Linked DNA regions of Mus musculus: region 2 is linked to region 1. A link is a contact called in public promoter capture Hi-C data. All regions are on one chromosome and are shown on one strand. Each heading gives the region's core, a stretch centred on a gene start, on an enhancer-like site or on the middle of the called end of the contact. The rest is flanking DNA. Distances are from core to core; before and after follow the strand shown.

Region 1 (6,681 bases), core at 2,151-4,650:
TTCAGGAGATGTCTGCGGGAAGCGGGTGCGCCCGCCCGGCAGGCCCGTGAAACCCACTCGGTTACTGCCTTGCCCGAGCATGCGCAGTGAGGCTGCATGCGTGGGCTGCAAACTTTGAATAGCTGCAGGAGATGTCCTAAGGCAGAGGCTTTCAACCTTCCAGGTACTGTGACCACTTAGTAATACAGTTCCTCATGTTGTGGTGACCACCCCAATCATAATTTTTTTTTAAAGTATAGAATAGTTAATTCAGGGCATGGGGAGGGAAGTTGAGAGGGTAATGGGGAGGGGGGAACAGGAGGGAGAGGACAGAGAGAGCAAGAAGACCCATAAAATTGTTTTATTGCTACTTAAATAACTGTAATTTGGCTACTGTTATGAGTTATAGTGTAAATATTTGTGTTTGCTGATGGTGCAACCCCTGTGAAAGCATCATTTGATGCCCCTAAAGGGGTCACAACCACAGGTTGAGAACTGCCGTCCTCGGGGATAGTTCAGTTGGCATCAGTGTGTATGCTTTTGGGTTTCTAATCAGATTGACAGACTGGGAAGGACACATTTGGGGGTAACAGGGAGACAAATGGTCATTAGACTTGGGAGGGCAATGAGCTTGGGCCTGAATTGGGGGGGGGGGCTGATGAAATGGTTTAGCAGGTAGAGGCACTTGATACCAAGCCTGGTGACCTGAGTTCAATCCCCAGAACCCACGGTATGAAAAGAAAGAACCAAGTCCTCATGTTGTCCTCTGACCTCCACGTGTGCATGTGTATGCACACGCACACACACACACACACACACACACACAGAGGGGGGGGAGTTTAGAAATAATGTAGACAGGAAGAGACAGAAGCTGCTAAGCCTGAACAACTAACATTAAGAATGGATTTCTTGGGGGCTGGAGAGATGGCTTAATGGTTGGGTGCACTGGCTGCTCTTCCAGAGGACCTGGGCTCAGTTCCCAGCTCCCACATGACAGCTCACAACTGTCTGCTGATGATGAGAGGAGGTGAAAATACAAAGGAAAGCGGGCAGAGTAAGAGGAGCTGGTGGCAAGTGTGAGGGAAGCCAGTGAGGCAGAGACAGAGCCCATCCCGGCCCGCCCGGCAGAAGAGCAGAGGGGAGGGTCCTCAAGCTAGGTCCAGGCATCATTCGCATCCCTCATCGTGGTTTCTGGACCTTCCCCACAGGAGTCTACCAACTTGTGAGCAATGCACTGACATCTATCTCTGAGACTCATTTCAGACGTCTCACGACTGAGGTCAAGGGTCTAGGGTGAGGGAAGCAGGCACAGACATGGATAACAAACACACACTCACACCAGATCTTAGATGCATCCTGAGGAGGAAAGCTGCACAGCTGTGGATAACAAAGTCAAACTCACACCAGATCTTAGATCTGTCCTGAAGAGAAAGGCTTCACAGCTGCCCCCATCTGCCTCCCCCGCCATCATAGCTGCTGGTTCCGGCCTCTGGGAAGCTCTCAGGGATGAATCCTCGGATACTAGCTAGTTTCATCCTCTCCTCACAGCCCCCACAGCCCCATCCCATGTGTCATGGCTGAAAGAAATCCAGCCTCGGCTTCGTTCTAGCCATGTGCCATCTAGAACATAGGTTAATGTTCTAATCTCTCAATGGTATCACTTTTACCTTCTCATCTGTTTCTTCACCAGAAAGAAACAGAAGGTGGCAGCGATTCCTCTCCACTAGTTTTTGTTGCAGAAACAGAACTTGGAGAGGAAGCCAGACTTGTCCAGAATTACACAGCCTCTGAGGAGTGAGACTAAATTTTAAATGCCTGAGTCCAAGACAGGAAAGAATAATGATCCTGAGAACAGAGAAGGGCCACCCCAGCACTGCCACTGAACTAGTTGTTTGACCATAGGCCAGTAAGTCACCTAGCCTCTCTGTGCCTTGTTCCTCACTTGAAAATGAGGGTGACAAAGGACTTGGTGAGTTAGGAGACTCCATATTAACGGTGTGTGGTGAGTGGGCACCGTGACCATTTCTATCCCCTCCCTATTTTCAACATGAAAAAGAAAACATCTTTCTGCTTTTTATTAAGATTTATTTATTTTATGTGAGTATATTTTTGCTGTCTTCAGACACACCAGAAGAGGGCATATGATCTCATTACAGATGGTTGTGAGCCACCACATGGCGGCTGGGAATTGAACTCGGGATCTGTGGAAGAGCAGTCAGTGCTCTTAACCACTGAGCCATCTCTCCAGCCCTCTGCTTTTTAAATTCTCATTGTCATTAGGATTTCTCTCACTTGCCTTTTCTTAATCCCCATCTCTGCTTCTTAGGACAGACGGGTTAAATTTTGGAAGAAAGAAAAGGGATTGGTAGTGGTCATTAGGGCATGTTTGACAGAGAGAAAGAGAGAGAGAGAGAGAGAGAGAGAGAGAGAGCACCTGCCATGGTGATGGTGACACACAAATGCGTAGACTGTGCCTAGGTGTGACAATGCACCCCTTCCACCCTGTGTCAGTATTTTGGCCTCTTCTTAAGTGCAGATCATGCCAGACTCCTACTCTCTGTGCCTAGGTGGTGTCCTCAGCATCCAAGGATCCTGGCTTGGCATTGAGGATTACCAGCTTAGAAAGTCTGAGAGAAGTCAGCATTTTCAGAGCGTTTTTTGGATCCAAAACCATGAAAGAGAGGTTGCTAACACCCCCTCTCTCATTCTCTCTCTCTCTCTCTCTCTCTCTCTCTCTCTCTCTCTCTCACACACACACACACACACACACACGCACACACACACTGACACAAGTATGCACATAAACTGATGGGCTTGAGTTTGCCACTCACCGGTGTATTCCACACTCACCCTTGGGTGGTCAGAGAAAAGACCATTTAACAGGGAAGAAAGCTGATACCAGAAACAAGGAATGCTTTGCTCAAACTCAAAGGCGAACGCGTACATTTGTTTAAGCATTAATTTTAAAAGATTTAGAAGGGAGTGGCGAGATCGTTTATTGGGTTAATTCATTGACCACGAAGCCTCAAGACCTGAGTTCGAACCTTCAGGACCCACAGGATGGAAGCAAATAACTGACTACTGCAAGTTGTCCTCTGACCCGCACATCGGGCACACGGGTGAGCCCTTCCACTAAATAAGTTAATGTAATAAGCAAATGTAAAGAGAAAATTCACAGACCCGAGCGAACACAGACCCCTGAGTTGCATTCCAGCCTCGAATCCCATTTGATCGCAGCTGCAAGCTTGGAGGCCAGAAGGAGCTCACATCAGCTGGACTCGAATTCATTCACTCCTCACCCCACCGGTTCCCACCAGAGCCACGCCTCCCTTTCCGCAGCCAAGGGAAAAGGCTGAGATAGGCCATAGCTTGTCTCTTTAATGCGCGCCCCCAGAGGCCCGAGCGCGCCCCCGCCGCTATAACTAGAGTGCATGGAGCAGGCTGAGCTCAGAGGGCGGGCGCTGGGCACCCGTTGCCCGACTTTTTTCCAAGTGCCATCAGCTCCCGTCTGGCCCATTTCCATGGACGCTCCCGCAGGCGTCCCCCGCTGAGTACCCCGTACCTTCTGGACTCCCGGCAGACTTACCCCCAGCTTCCAGACGGTGATCCCCGTGGGCTGTAAGGGCTCCCGGCTCTCGCCTCGCCGTCGAACGAGGGCTGTGTCTCCGCCACACCTCACGCCCCACACTACCCGCCCCATGTTGGTGCACACATACTCCGCCATGGTGAGTAGACTCGGGTCCCGGGCACACTGGGCAGAGGGCATCGAGGAGCCTGGCTGCTGAAGCCTCCAAACCTTCTGCCCCCCACCCCCGCGCCAACGAAATCGCGAAGGTAGGGGACCGTAGGGCCTCTTGGCAGCCCAGGAAGTGGTGGCAGAGACCCGTACGTGGTTGGTCTCCAGCCTGGGGCCGCGGCGCCCGCGGGGCCAACGCCGGTGGACAGCTGCAGGACACCCGCGAGCTGGAGGGGACCTGGCGGGCTGGTGTCTTTTCGGCCGCTCATGGGTCACCTAACGCACGCCTCCCCTTCTGCAGGAGCGCCCCGACGGGCTGGGCGCAGCGGCTGGCGGGACCCGCCTGTCGTCCCTGCCCCAGGCGGCCTACGGGCCCGCGCCGCCACTGTGTCACACTCCCGCCGCCTCTGCCACCGCGGACTATCATCCTCCTTACTTCCCGCCGCCCTACCCTCAGGCGCCGCTGCCCTACGGCCAGGGTCCCGACGCCACCGCTGCCTTTCCGCACCTCGCCGCTGACCCCTACGGCGGCCTAGCGCCCCTGGCGCAGCCGCAGCCCCCGCAGGCCGCCTGGGCCGCACCCCGTGCGGCCGCCCGCGCCCACGACGAGCCGCCGGGCCTGCTGGCGCCACCCGCCCGCGCTCTGGGTCTCGACCCGCGCCGAGACTACGCCGCCGCGGTTCCCCGGCTCCTGCACAGCCTGGCCGACGGCGCGCACGGCCTGGCCGATGCTCCCCTCGGTCTTCCAGGATTGGCGGAGCCGCCCGGTCTGGAGGAATTGCAGGTAAGCCCAGAGTGAGCCACGGTGGGTCCCGATGGGCAGCGATTTAGCATCCTGGCTGGAAACAAAAAAGTAACAAAAGTAGGAGCCCGGCTCTTCTCCCAGGTGCAACTTTCCATCTCTGCCGCTAACAGGGAGTCTTCCGTTAGATGCTGTCTGGCCAAAAGATGGCCTCGAACTGTGCCTGGGTGGCAGCAGCCCTCGTGGAATCACTTCTTTCTCTCCCCACTGTAGGGTTGAGCCATGGTGGGCATCCATACCCAGTCCCAGTCCGCAGGGGCAACCTGGGCCGGGGTTAGGAGAGGCACAGGAGTGGTCTATCTAAGGCAAGGCAATCATCCAGGCAGTGCTGCAGCTTAGACGCATATGGTGCTGAGCCCAGGCTATTCCTGGTCACGCCTGTCCCCCGGTAGCCGCCTCAGGCAGCCGGTGGTACGCGTAGGGCGGAGCAGACATGGACTAGGGGTAGCTGGGCGACTAGGTCCATACGGACCCTCACTGCCATCCTCTTCTATTTGCAGGCGATAGATGACCCTGGAATGAGCCTCCTGGACCAATCGGTGATCAAGAAAGGTAAGGAATGGTGTGCGACTTCCAGGGCAGAGTCAGGCCCTGGGTGCTCAGACCCATTTTCTTTCTCCCTGGCTGTTGTTTCCTGTGCGTCGCCCGGCTGCGTGGCCACGGAACATCCTTCCTCGCCCAGGAGAGAGGCCATGGCGCTAGCTGGATAATTTGACTCAGGACTTTGCCGCCTGAGGTGGGCTCGCACTACCTAGGCTGCAGCTGCTTGGCCTCTCCTCTCTGAAGGAAGGGCGTTCTTGTGGATCTGGAGTCGATTTGCAGAACGAGTTAAACCACTTCCCTGTTTCCTAAGAAATGGGAAAGGGAGCACTGTTGCCACAGATTTTGTTCAATGGTTTCCACTTTTATTGAGCTTTAACATTTTGGAGCCTGGCAAATGCTTTCTGTTCCTTTCTTCTCAGCAGACCGGGGCGGGGAGGGAGGTGCTTCCATTTCCCCTCACCTCCCAGGGCAGAGGATTTTCTTTAAAAGCATTTAGGATTAGAAGAGATGACTAGCTTGGGACGGGCTGTGTGCTCCTGGAAAGGTCTGCTGCTTCCAGGACTGTCTGTGTCTCTGAGCTTAGGGTCCTGTGCACACTCTATGTTCCTTTTCTAGGCAGCAGTGTTTCTTGGGGTGTGTTTGCTGCTGTGACTGTATTCGTGATTTGTATCTGTGGGTGTTGTGATATAGTTTCTATTTGGGGGCTTCTCTGAATACCTAACGTGTGTTCTGGAATTTGTCGTTTGGTATTTGAGGTGTTCTAAGAATGTGAGGGCCTCTCCTTGGTCCGTTGGTTGTTGTTGCTGCTGCTGTTGTTGTTTGCCTCCATATTTGTTTGTCTTTTGAATTAGTCAAAGGCAGGAGTGGGAGACACCCCTTGAGTAGAGTTAGTAGAGTTTTGGGTCTGAAGACCGAGTTCTAACCATGCCTAGGAAAGGTAAGACAGAGGCAAATTAGACAGAAGCAGAGACCCAGACCTTGGGCAAGCTTCTTAGAATTGGGGTGGGTGCCCAAAGGAATTCAGAGGCTCATGGGAGCCTGTAGCGCCCAAGGGCAGGCACACCTCCCGCAGGATTTGGCTGGAGCTGTTTTTCAAACAAGTGAATTCAAGCCCAGGCTGTTTGCCCTGCCTAGGTTCTCAGGGGAGGCTTGTGGTGGGAGTGGAGCTGGTACAAGGGGCTGGACTTCCAGAACTAGAGCTAGGTATGGAGTTCAGGAGATTAGCGAACACACCTCCCAGAACTTGGTGAGGGATGTCTCCAGGAATCTGGGACTCTCAGGGAGTACAGGGAAGAAGAGGCCCATGACCCACCTCACCAGCGCATTGCTAGCTGCACTTTGTTGGGTTCCTGAACAGCTCTTGTTTTGACCCAGTCGAAGGGAAAGTTGGATTTGCCACTGGGCTCTTTGCAAATCCTCCAGATTCTGGCTCCTGTCCAGGCTTAAGGGCAGAGAACCCAGGTTCATTGACTCCCTAGAGAGACCCAAGCTCTACGTTTTAGGAAGGCACTCCAGTATCCCAAGGCAGAAGAATCTACTGTTGATCTGAGTGCTTTAGGTCTTGAGAGTTCCTTGTAGGTTCCCGGGGCTTGCCCAGACCCCAAAGTGCACACCGGGGAAT
Region 2 (6,681 bases), core at 2,222-4,721, 2.1 Mb before region 1:
CCTCCCTCTCTTCTCTTCGCTCTGTGGTCCAGGTGCTCAGCAGTAGCTGGGGGTGGGGTGGGGGGCATGCATGTGCACTTGTGTGTGTGTATGCGCACACGCACGCGCGCACACACACACACAGATTTCTACACAACTATACAGTAATTCTACTCATGCTTAGCCTCAGGTAGGATGAGGGGTATTTGGCTTTTTATGTCATATTGTCCCACTTTCTATGTAAACATAGTCATTAGAATAAACACAGATGTCCAAAAGTTATGGTTGCTGACTGTGCCAGCCACAGTTCTCCTCGGCGCTTTGGATCAAGAACTATTAACCCTTACATCACCTTCCCTGGAAATGTAATTGGTGACACGAGGAGACTCAGACTACTGAGATGATTTGACTGCTGAACTCACGCAGCACACCAGGGTGCAGAGCCCCTGCCCTCCAGCATCTATGGCACAGAGCAGTTCTGCGCAGCAGGTCAAGGGGCCAGAGGCTCAGAGGTAGCAAGTCATTTCCCTAAGGTCACACAGCCAGCAGATGGCAGGGCCAGGGTGGAACAGCCTGCTGATGAAGACAAAGCTACTACTAATCTCTGCACTCTGTAGCCTCCAAGCTTTGGAATAAAGGTAAAAGCTGCAGGCCTAATTCTGGGTAGGGGGCCTGGAGACCCCAGATGTGTATGAGCCTGGACTCCTCTGCCTTCAAGACCCCGGGGCAAGTCCCCTCCCCCACTCTACCGGTTCTCCATCTGTCAAGTGTGCTCTGTACCAGATGATCTCCAAGGCTTTGGCAGCGTCTCCGTCATTCCCCAGGATAGGGGCCTCAGCACAGGCTCCAGCAGCCACCAGCGCTGCTAGAGGGATGAGCAGACCTTGAGGGTGGAGGTTGCCCCATCCCCAGCAGCTAATGAGCCTAGGAGAGGCAGAAGGGGGTGGAGTGTGGCCTGAACCCCACCTCTCAGCATAGCCTCCCGAAAGGGAGGCAAGTTTCTCTGCCAGCACCTGCCTAAGTCCAAAGGGGTTCATTGAGGCAAGTCTCTTCCTCAGGTGAGAGAGATGAGGCTAGCCAGCAGGGTACAGGGGTTCTGGAAAGATCTTGGGAGGAGGAAGGATGGCAATAGGAACTGCTGATGCTCCCACCCTACACACTTCAGATAAGGTCTTCCCAGGGCAGCCTCATCAAAGTCCAGGCAGGAGAGTAGGTATTTAAATTCCTGATTAAATATCTTGAGGGACATAGAACTCACCACTCACAGGTTAGTGACTCTATTTCTTATTCTTTTTTTTTTATATATATATGAAAAACATCTTCCACTTTGGAATCCTCCAGCTGGGGTGAACTTAGACCAAGTTTGGTCATTCATTCATTCATTCATTCATTCAAGTTTTATTGATAGGTCCTGTGGGCTAAGCCTGTGCCAGTTTGGGGACAATAAACATGCCAGGGAAAAAGCTGTTGCTACCTTGAGGTATTGTCTATGACTGGTATCCCAAAGCCAGGGAAGAGACTGGCTGGGCTGAAACTGCTCAGCTTGAGAAAAGAAGTCAAAGACGCTTGAGCATCATTAAATAGGCTTTAGTGGGTATCCTCCCACCAAGATTGTGTAACAGAATTCCACCAGGTGACTGTGTTACTGAGAATCCTCTAGTGGGGAGGATTTGGAAGATATGCTGCATTATCCGATTAAAGCGGATCGTGGAATGCTTCTCCTTAGAGTCCCACCCCTGAGGCGGCAACATCACCGTCCTCAGCAGCTAAGAGCTCTTGCTGAGGGCCTGGGTTTGATTCCCAGCACCCACGGTGGTGACTCACAATCGTGTGTAACTCCAGGTCCACAGGATCTGATGCCCTCCTCTGGCCTCTTGGTGCGCATGCACATGGTGCACATGCAGGCAAGATACTTGCACACAGACAATAAAATAATTGATTATTGATATCAATACTATCTTATTGATAGAAGACATCCAGGAAAATGTAGTTCTCAGCACGTGTATCTACCTATATTTCTTTCTCTCTATACAAACACACACACACACACACACACACACACACACACGACAATGGAGCTTGAGGAAAGGAAAATGTTTGGGTGGGGTCTTAGAGTATTAAACACACTGACCAGGGTCTTGCCCTCTTGTCAATGACAACGGAAAGGTTTAGGGGAGACTAGCTGCAGTTAAGGGCTATGTCCAATTGAGTACTCAAAGATTCGGATGTAGAAGACAAGAGGGGTCATCACCAGGCCTTGGGAATTCCTAGAAGCTTGTCTTCCCCTCCTCCAAATCTTGTCTAATTCTCCAAATCTTGAATCTTTAATTCCTGGTTCCACTCTCAATTGGCCCCTACTCTGGTTTAAATTTTAAAAAAAAGGTTCTTGTCATATCTGAACTTGAGGCCGACCTTAGACTCTCACCTCACATACCTTGATCTAATCTTGGCACCCAAACCTGCCCTCTGAACAATTTGCACGTCTTAAGCTTAACTCTCACTTTCATCATCCAACCGAGGCCCAGGCCTCACTCTAGATCTCAATGAACACCTGGAGCAGCAAGCCGCATCCCACAATGCCCCAAACATTCCAGAATTCTGTAGCTGCATTTAGAGTAGCTCACCCCTCCCACACACCCCACTTCGACTCCCAGGTTAGCTTTGATAGTGGTCCTTCCTTTGCCCAAAAGTCCAGAAGGAGCTGCTGTCTCCCATTCTGTCTCAGCCTCAGCCAGCATCTGGTCCAGCTGTAGCTTCCTCTCTCCATCATCCTATCCCACCTCGACCTGTCTCCCATCCAGATCTCTCTCAAGCCCATTTGACACAGTGATGCTCAAGGGACCCGCCCCTGCCCCGCCCCTCACAGGAGCCACGCCCCTTTGGCATTAAGCCGGCCTGTGGCCCTTGCCCCTATTGGAACCCTGACCCCACCTACAGCCCCGCCTGTCCGCCTCGCACCTGCAACTCCTCGAAGGCATCGTCGATGCCAGTGACCTGGTGTTGCTCGTGCAGCGCGGGCTCATCACAGAAGAAGCAGAGCAGTGCGCGGTCCGTGAGGCAGAAGAGCTTGACCTTGTCGTGAGCCTGGCAGGGTCGCGCGGCTCGGCGCGCGTTGAGGATGGCGTCCAGCGGGAAGGCGCTGTAGCGCTCCACGATGTTGGCCAGCTTGAGGCTGGGCGCGAGCGCGGGCTCGGCGAACGTGCGCCGGCACTCCGGGCAGTCGCGGGCGCCCTGAGCCTCCTGCCGCACCCAGTGCTCGGTGATGCAGCGGCGGCAGAAGTAGTGCTCGCAGCCCAGGCTCACCGGGTCCTGGTAGATGCTCAGGCAGATGGAGCACAGCAGCTCGTCCTTGAGGCTGCACGCCATGGCGCCAGGGGCGGCGCGAAGCGGAGCCCGGGAGGCCGGCGGCCGGCGCGGCGCGATTGGGGGCGGTACCCGGGGGCCAGGCCCACGGGGGCACGGGCGACAGGCGCCGGGGAGCGCGGGGGGAGCTGTCTGCGACGCCGGAGGCGCGAGGGCTCGGTGCCGAGTGGGTGCCACCCGGGATGCGAGCACCGGAGCTCGGTTTCGAGGTCCTAGGTGGCCACCAGCGATGGGCGCTGGAGGAGAGAGGCCGAGGGCGTCCCAAGGAAGGGGCTCCAGGCGAGGAGGATCTAGAGGACCAGACACTCCCAAGGGATAGATGCTGCGAGGAGGAGATCCCGAAGAGGGGCGGAATCCCGGGACCCGAAAAGCTTTGAGAGGGGGTCGAGCTGGGGATGGGGAATTCTGCGGGACAGAGCAGCCAGACCCAGCCGCACCGCGGCTTTGCCCGGCAGAGCAGAGGAGGGGTGCCGGCCCACTCAGCTGCCCGACCCTGGCCGCAGATCCCGGCCCCGCGCGGCCCCTTACCCGCACCAGCTCAGCGGCCACCGCTTCGGTCCAGCGCAGCCTCTCAACCCGGAACCAGCCGAGCCGAACTGCCCGGCGCCCAGGCTCCCTCTCCGCCCCCGCGGGCGGGACCCGAGCCGCTCCGCCCCCGCGGCGGGCGGGGGGAGGGGAGGGGCCTCCAGACCCCGCCTCGCTGCCACTGTGCTCCTGACCCCCAGGGACGGGAAAAACAGCTGTTTCTTCTGGGTCTGCACAGCTGTCAGGTTTGTTTAGGGTCCTGGCGGCAGGGGGCGAGAGGACAGCTAATGAAGAAAAAGTGAGAAGATAGCACCTAAGGAACATCTCTCCGGATGATCAATTTGAAGAACTAAGGGCAATAATAACTGAGTATTAAGACAAGACGGTGCTCTGTAGTCTGCATAGAATATATAATGTTTGCATAGATTGTAGTGATAAAATTAGAGACTTGCCCTGTTGGCATGGGCTAAGTTCAAAGTCGCCATTCTCCTAAACCTTTAGGTTCTATTTCCTCTTCCCTTTCTAAGGAGGGCTCTTAGTAGAAGATTGTGGAGAGAACCCTGCCTAACGTCTAGCTCAAAGGTTCTTTCCATTCATCGGATGTTTCTGCATTGCTGTGTGAGCATGTGTGTGAGTGTGTGTGTGTGTGTGTGTGTGTGTGTGTATAAGAAGTTGGAGTAAGAAAAAAAGTATAATGGGAGACCTTGTCATCTCTGCCAGATGGAGGGGAGGAAAGGGATTTCTAAGAAGGTGAAAGAGAGAGACAGACAGACAGAGAGACAGACAGAGACAGGGAGAACAGAAGCATGAGTGGGGGGGGGCACATGGAGACCTGCATGCTGTTCTGTTCTGTTCTGTTCTGTTGAGAGTGGGATAAGGAAGAAGTTTGGGGAAGGTGAAAGGCATGGGCATCTTAGAGAAGAATTTCTTGAAGGTGTTGGGCTTTCGAGCAGAAAAATGGCCTGCCTTGGTTTGGGTTTCTTGGTGTGCAAGATACACACTACATCATCAGTACAGTGAAGGAGGGGGACCCTTTGCATGCATGCAGTGCTAGGCACGGGTGAGCAACTGTGGCAAAGCCGAGGCCTGCAGGAGGAAGGAAAGGCTGGCCCCAGGGAGGTGGTTGCTGTCTCAGGACCTGCAAGAGGTCAGTTTGCACCGTGATTGTCTGTCAGGATAAGACCATCAGGAAAAAAAAAAAGCACCATGACAATTAGTGGTGGATAAAGGGGGTGATGGGGAGGAGGTATTGAGAGTGTGTTGCATAACTTTTCCTGTGGTGACATGAACAAAGGTATATTCATTCCAGACAGGGCATAGTGAACCAGTCGGTTTATTGGGGTTAGTTAAAGGAACATGGGTGACTCAAAGGATCCCACCCCAGCATGGGTGACAAGTCATGAAAGTCACATCCGTAGGATTCCCTGCTCTGCTTGCAGGCAGCTCTGCAGGCCTGACGGTCCCTTCTCCTTAGGGGAGGGGCTCCGTGCATCCTGTAACTGCCTAAGGTTCTTGAGCCTTTGTGATGCCTCCTAGAGTCTTAGGCGCTTTCCTTCTGGAACACTTGTTTCATCCAGAGGACATAACTCTGCATCAGGGTGGCTCCCCAGCACCGGCCTCTTCCACCAGTGTCTTCACCGGGGTTAAACTTCATTGAAGTAGAATTTAAGAAAGAAATGCTTCATTCTGTGAACACGCCCTCCATCACCCTCACCCGGCTCCTGTTTCACAAGAGACAGGCTGGCTGCTCATGTGACAGCTATTCCTTACATCCAGAGCCTGGATTCTGTTTAAGTGACACTCTTTCCAATATGATCATGGGAAGGCAGACCCCACCCAGCTCCAGGAGAGAATTTTGTTTGATCCAAATCATGATGGTTGCATCCCTCTTGTCGGTAATGGATTGGTGGTGTCTAACTTGGAAAAAAAAACCAAAAAAAACAGAGAGAAAGACTAAGGAGAGAGGAGCCTTCTGGAGGCATGCTTTGGCATTAGAGTAGCCATGTTGTGCTTAGTCTGAGCATGCAGCCAGTGCCCGAGGGGAAGAGGAAACTTACTTTGGTTCAGAGCCTGGACTTTTAGATATGTAAGATCTTATTGCTTAAGCAAGTTTCATAGTGGCAGATTGTCATTTGGAAACCTAAAGAACCATGACTGATACATTAACACGTATTCCCCCAATTTTTTTTCAAACAGAGCAGAGTCTAAATTATTGAAGCAACTGGAGAGAAATGAAAAAAAAATGATAATAATAAAAGGCTGGGTGATGTATCAAACAGGCTTTGATGTTCACTGTATATTGACTGATATAGGCAGGTCTTTTACTAGCATCTGAAATACACTACGCAGTTTGCAGACACGCTGGAAGAACAAGAAGACAGTCTTATGCTTGCACAGCGCATTGTTGGATGTGAGTCCCAAAGCAGTCCTCACCAGTTTAGATCATGATCCCAATTTTGCAAAGATGGGTACTAAAGTACTAAAGAACAGAAAACGGAAATAGAGTAGAATCACTAAGCTGTCCATCAAAAACCTTCCTGTGTTGATAGTAAAGAAGCCCCTGAAAGAGTAGCAGCTCTGCTAGAAACTAGGTTCCCCAGCTCCGGCAGAGTGTGGCTTTGCTAACCAAGCTCTTCCCAGTGGACTGTAAGTAGAAACAGGCTTTAAGGCAATGCATTTTTGTTCTTCCATGTGCTGTGTCCCCTTGAGTTGGAACAGAGATATGCCAGGGATTTGGCTTCAATAATAAGGAGCTAACAGAGCAAAGGTGTGGAAGGAACCTGGGCTCCTGAATGACTGTGTGGTGTGGGATTG

The links. Promoter capture Hi-C pulls out the DNA fragments that hold promoters and counts their contacts.
Region 2: a contact with region 1 is called in a promoter capture Hi-C map of liver, with 6 times the contacts expected there. The contact joins the promoter of Trim62 here to the promoter of Tfap2e in region 1. A contact is called at or near these places in 2 of 39 promoter capture datasets (cranial neural crest and liver).

The regions. Positions count from the first base shown.
Region 1 is chr4:126,732,988-126,739,668 of GRCm38.p6, reverse strand. Tfap2e (transcription factor AP-2, epsilon) reads left to right here and starts at 3,400. Exons shown (of 7, transcript NM_198960.2): 1 at 3,400-3,704; 2 at 4,017-4,499; 3 at 5,018-5,069. The coding sequence starts at 3,678.
Region 2 is chr4:128,880,834-128,887,514 of GRCm38.p6, reverse strand. It overlaps Trim62 (tripartite motif-containing 62), which reads right to left and starts at 3,471. Exons shown (of 5, transcript NM_178110.3): 1 at 2,938-3,471. The coding sequence starts at 3,345. Gm33760 (a long non-coding RNA gene) reads right to left here. Exons shown (of 3, transcript XR_003955115.1): 3 at 5,183-5,515.